Regions from separate parts of the Mustela erminea genome. Here region 1 is linked to region 2. A link is a contact called in public Hi-C data. All regions are on one chromosome and are shown on one strand. The core of a region is the stretch at or near the end of the contact, and the rest is flanking DNA. Distances in the headings are between cores, read along the strand shown.

Region 1 (2,800 bases), core at 227-2,726, 170 kb after region 2:
CAAGGGAGAGGGAACAGTCAGTAGAAAGCTATGGGCAAGATGACTTTTACGTCCTAGACTTTCCAGGACAGCCCTGAACGCAGTTATTACAGCCTGGTTTCAGACTGTAAACGGTTCCACATTTCTGGTTCACAAAATATGGTCACCATAGATTTGGGGCAAATCACACAGGGTGAAATACCTCCTTCCTCCTCAACGAACAAACTACATTTATTCAACTGAAAGTAGGTCATAATACTCCCAAGGGCCAGTTTAAAGAGAAAACGGCCAAAGCCCAAGTCTGAAGCGGAGAGTTGAGGCTGAGCCCTTCAATTCCTTCTGCTCCAGAACTGGAGTGAGGGGAAATTATATCAGAAGCTAACTTTTTTCTTCTAGTCACGTCCCTACATCACAAACTGCCAAAAAGACTTTTAAGCCCGAAACCCAGAATTCAACAGAATTCAATCTCGCACCCAGGTGCTAGGGTAGGGTGCTAGGTCAAGTGTGTAAAGATAAAAAGGTGGCAAACAGTTTTGCGAGATTCCCGGATTCCCCGCAGCTTAATTTACACTTCAGAAGTCCAACCTTACTCACCCCACAGTTCACTCATTTTTATTCTTTCTGAGGAACACACAGTCAAACACGGAGTCGCCCTGAGGATAATTAACGTTGTTCACTTTTAATAAGAGCCGATTCTAGAGCCCTGAGTTTGGAAAAGTTACTGAACTTTCTTAAACCTCACTTTTCTCGATTGAACCGGAGAAAAAAAAGAACTACCCATAAAGTTCTACAGTCGGCATGATAAGTAAACAAAAAAAGGTGCCGCAGCCGATGGTGAAGAGCAGCAAATGCAACTTCACAGACTCAGGTGGAAGAGCCGTTTGGAGACCAAGTCGACCGCCCTCCTTTTACCGAGAGGTAAAGTGAAGCCGAGATAATGTGGAAGGGACTGGCCTAGGGTCACACAGGGAGTCGGCGGGGAGAATTCAATGTAACCGCAGACACCCCAGACGGAGGAAAAGGGGCCCGGAGATGTACATCCCCAATTCAGTCGATGCTCGGGGCTCAAGAGTTCCCACCTCCAAGGAACGTGATCTCGGCTCTTTCTTGGCCTGGCAAGGAAACGCAGCTGTGTGCCTCAGTTTCCTTATCTGCAAAATGGGGCCGTGAGTGCCGAATCGGACAGCTGAGAGGTCTGGTGAGTCATCTCGCGCCCTCCGGCCCACAACCGCCCTTCCAGCTTGCTTGTCTCGCACACTACCCTCAACCCGCGACCCGCGGCCTGCCTCGCTCACCTGCCTTCGGACGCGGCACTCGAGGCCAGAAGGCGTTGCACCAGCCGCCTGACCGCCCATACGGACCGCGCGGCCATATTCCCGATCTCGGCAGACGGAGGCAGCGCACGCGCAATTGCTCCAAATGACGAGATGCGCGAGATACCACGCTTCCCGGCAGCCTTCGCGGGCGCTCCCATTCCAGGACCCCGAACCTGTACGCCACACTTCCGGTTGTCCCTGGCGCGCGCGGTGCTCGTGCCTATCCGGTGTCCCCGACGAAATGCGACACTTCCGGTCCCCAGCGAGTTGGGTGCGCCGGGCGGGTTCCTGTGGCGGGAGTTAGGCTCCGCGAAATCCGCGGTCACCGGAGGGGATCGCAGCTGTACCCTCAAGTAGGTTACGTGAAATCGTAAACAATAAGTGAATGCAGACGCGACCTAAAGTCAAAATATGACCGGTGTTTAACGAGGGCCGCGGTGCCGCGGAAGCCTAGAATACGTTGTGGCCGAGTGTCGGCAGTTTTCCCAGAGGAGACAATTGACAGAAAGCTGAAGAATGAGTAGATGAAAGGAGGAGGAAGGTAGTTCAGGTAGAGGTAAACAGCATCTGCAAAATCCCAGTCAAGCGGGAGAGTGTATTTCGAGTAAGGCGCCGACCTATTGGAGGGAACGGGGGCCGGCAACACAACACAATGAGCGGAACGGGTCCCGCGAGGGGTCTGAGAAAACTTAAAGCCCGACTCCGCCATTACTTTTACCTGCTTTTTTGTTCCAGTTCCCTTGTTTTCTGACTTCGCTATTTTTTTTAAATGTGTATTTTCTCACTATGTGAGCTCCATTAGGGCAGAGATTAGTCGGTTATTGCCAATGAACGATGGAACAGTTTCCTAATGTAGTACCCCAATTTTTTGCTCCATGAACGTCTTACTGATTGCAATGCGAACATGTTACAAAACCTTTACATGTTTAACGGGTCGCTTTGACTCCTGCAAAGAGGCAGGGAGACAGGCTGTCGTACTAGTCCACGCAAGGGGAGGACTGTACTCTGTCCTGGAGATCCCTTGAAGATCTTTGTAACACCCTACCTAAAGTAGCTACTATTTTAGGTGTGTCCTGCAATTTCTGTTTCCATATTTGTATTTTGTTTTGTTTTCTTTTTGTTCTCCCAACTAGAGTTTGAGCAAGAGGGTGTCTGTCTTGTTCACAGTGGTTATTTCTGACATCTAGTACAGTAGGTAGGTATCCATAGTAGGTTCTCAACGAATATTTGTTGAATGAATTAATGGTTGATGTCAGTGGAGATAGGATGAAGTGGATGAATTGTAGAGAGATTTAGTGTGGAAATCTGTCAGGAAGTGAGGATAGATTGACGATTGGGGTTGAGGGCACTTGGAATTGCCAGACTAGTTCCTGGATCCTCCCTAAGGTCCTCTCTCTCTCTCTCTCTCTATATATATATATATATATTTTTTTTTTTTTTTTTTTTAAGAAATGGGAAGTGTGTTCTCATCATTCTAAATCTTCACTGTAGCATGGCTTACTTAC
Region 2 (3,104 bases), core at 11-2,510:
CATTCTAAACCTTAGGGGATCTGTTTTCACATTCAACACATTTGGATTAGAGCTTTATGAATTAGAAGTATTTAAATCGGCATTAGAGTAGCAGGGAGGAATTTCAGTTATCTCTCAGGATGAACTCCACTAATGACTCGATCAGCTTTCAAAGTTGCAGTTAAGTCTACATTTTTTTCCACTTCCATTTTAATGAAATTATTTTGAGAGATTCCGTTTAAATTTTTACAACCGAGGTTTGATTCATTCACCGAGGTTTGATTCATATTACAGACGACAGCATCAACTACAGAGCTTTCTTTTGTTATCATTACTACCAGGCCGTTTCCTCAGGTCAAATTTTGTAAACCCAAATGTGGTCAAGATTTGATTTTTTAATCGATTTTTAGTAAAAAAAAGGAAAAAAAATTACTGTATAAAGGTTAACAGTAACTTTTAACGTTTACTGCTTCAAACGTTATCAATTTTATTAATAGTTTTTTCCATCCTGTTTTTTGTATCAGTACTGCAGTTTTCAACATGACCAAGATATATTATAGAGGTTTTTTTGGGAGGGGTGGGGTGGGTGGGAATAATTTCTACTATGGCTTTTTCAGGGTTGTAAATTTTATTCTGTTGAGACATCTGCTACTAAAATAATGAATAGGGCATTGGGGGTTTTTTCCCCCTTGGGGACCAAATTTATCAGTGGAGCAACAACACAAAGGCATAAGATAATTCCTGCTTCCCTCTTTCCGGTAAAACGATTCTCCAACAGTCTGTGGAGCGCAGAATCCTAATGCTGAAGACTTCATCAACTGCTCTCCGCTAAAACCGGGAGCCAAGACTAAACCGAGCCCGGCCAGGGATGCTTTTCTCTTCCTCTCCACTAGAGGCGATAGCCTCTCGCAAAACAAAATTGGGCTGGAACAGGCTGGTCTGAGGGAGTGGCCCAGAAAAAGATCAAAGGTTAAAAATCGCCTTAAACAAAGAGCAAAGGTCAAAACTCCCAAGGAAGCCAGAAGTTCCCATCCTCCACGAAGAATGAAGGTTACTCCTCCCTAACACGCTCTCGGGGCCCGAGGACGCGCGGCCTTTCAGAGACCAGGCGGGTCGGACGTGACTAACAGGTAGCTGGATCCAAACAGCCAACAACCGGAAGTGGAAGTGAGCCCCGGGGGGGGGGGGGGAGAAGAGGCCACCTCACGCCTGCGCAATCAGCAGGTTTGAAGTACGCATGCGTGTTTGGGCGGTGACGGGGTGACGCTCGGAGCGTGGGCCGTGACTCTCACGGATCCGGTTCCGCCCTCCCTCTCGTTGCCGACCCTCCGGGTCTAGCGCCCGAGATCCCTTTCCCAGAGTGCTCTGCGCCGTGAAGAAGCGGCTCCCGGGGACTAGGGGCATTTTGTGTTGGCTGGAGCCGGAGTAACAAGATGGCGGCGTCGGCGGAGTGACAGGGGTCCCTCCGGGCGGGAGCCGGCGGCAGTGGTGGCAGCGGTATCGCCGCCCTAAACCACCGCGCCCCTTTTCCAGCCCGCGACGTCGCCGTAAAAGCGAGCCAGCGGCGGCCGCCCAGAAACAAGTGGCCCAGGCTGGTAACCGCGAGAACCCCCTCAAACAAACTGCGGCCTGGCGAAAAGAAGCCTGAGTGAGCGGCGGTGATCAGGTTCCCCTCGGCCAATTCTGGGCCTTGTAACGCCTTGAAAGAGCCACCGTTTTCCGTTTCCTGCCGCCCTCCTCCGCAGCCTTGTTCCGCGGACGAGCCCCAGAGGCCTCCGTCCCCCCCTCAGAGGTGTCGGGGCTTGGCCCCAGCCTCCATCTTCATCTCTCAGGATGGCGAGCAGCAGCGGCTCCAAGGCCGAATTCATTGTCGGAGGGAAATATAAACTGGTACGGAAGATCGGGTCTGGCTCCTTCGGGGACATTTACCTGGCGATCAACATTACCAACGGCGAGGTAATTACCCGGGGTGGGGTTCACGACCACGCTGCGCCAGTCCTCACCCCCCACCCCAACCCTCGAGTGCTCGGGCTTTTCCCCATCACACGCACGTACTGGGGAGGGGAGTCCAGAGAGAGGGAGCCAGTTTTCTTGGCTTTAGGAGCCTCCCCCGCTCTCTTTCCCTAAAAGGCAAAGAACCCGACAGAAGGGTTGGGAGAACCCATGAAGTTTCCCAGCTTGTTAAAAATGGATCTTAGTCGAACTTTTTAAGGTGTCGTTTAAGGTGAGATCGGCAAAATTGTATTTCTCTAATCCCCATGTTTCCCTACTGTATGGATTTATTTCATTGGGGTTCTTGATTTCGATCGTCAGTTTCCTTCAAAATCTCTCATTACGTTTTCTGGATGAATCATTTTTCTGCACCTTGGAGGACGTGCCGATTTCGTCACTACCCCCTGAAGAGGCCTTTGAGGCTAGTTGCCTCGTTTTATAATTACAAAGAGAGCTTTCTCTTCTGAGCCTCTTATTTTTTCTCCTAGTCTCGAGTTTGAGCTTTGCTAATGTCTCCCCTCCTCCCAAGTGACATTGAATCATTGAATCCTTAGGGATGTTGATGCCATCATCCCCTTTCTTCCCTGCAGGAAGTGGCAGTGAAGCTAGAATCTCAGAAGGCCAGGCATCCCCAGTTGCTGTACGAGAGCAAACTCTATAAGATTCTTCAAGGTGGGGTGGGCATCCCCCACATACGGTAAGAACTCGTGAGCACACAGGCGGTGCACTTAGGGAAGTAGGGCATGGGGGAAATGGGTAGAGGCAAGCAATAGCACCAGCTGAATCCGGGCCTTGTTATCTGAGTTCCCTGGGTTTACTAGCGCTGGTGGTTTCCTGAGAACCGAAAGACACCACAGTCACTGAGTCAATTTTTAGTTTGGCAACTTCGTTTAGAATTTCAGTTGGTTACACTCTGCTCCATGTAGCTTCCGTCATTCTTCTCGAGGCTTTCATTTGTAGTTAAGTATGCGGGTCATCTTTGATCTCTGCGCGGCAGGGTTGTCTGCTGCTTTCTTTATGCCGGCACCTCTGATGTTCTTAGATTTATCCAGTGAAGTGGATTTGAAGGTGCCAAGTGACCGGGTTCGGCCAGTTCGGGTTGCTATTGGAGCTGGCTTGGGAAATGGCTGCTC

Evidence for each region. A called contact is a pair of places that touch in the nucleus more often than the background predicts.
Region 1: a contact with region 2 is called in a Hi-C map of fibroblasts, with 2.1 times the contacts expected there. The contact joins the promoter of GRPEL2 here to the promoter of CSNK1A1 in region 2. A contact is called at or near these places in 2 of 3 Hi-C or Micro-C datasets (fibroblasts and spleen).

What each region holds. Positions count from the first base shown.
Region 1 is chr3:123,429,220-123,432,019 of mMusErm1.Pri, forward strand. GRPEL2 (grpE protein homolog 2, mitochondrial) reads right to left here and starts at 1,477. Exons shown (of 4, transcript XM_032337380.1): 1 at 1,275-1,477. The coding sequence starts at 1,453.
Region 2 is chr3:123,258,152-123,261,255 of mMusErm1.Pri, forward strand. It overlaps CSNK1A1 (casein kinase I), which reads left to right and starts at 1,261. Exons shown (of 11, transcript XM_032337361.1): 1 at 1,261-1,935; 2 at 2,562-2,668. The coding sequence starts at 1,813.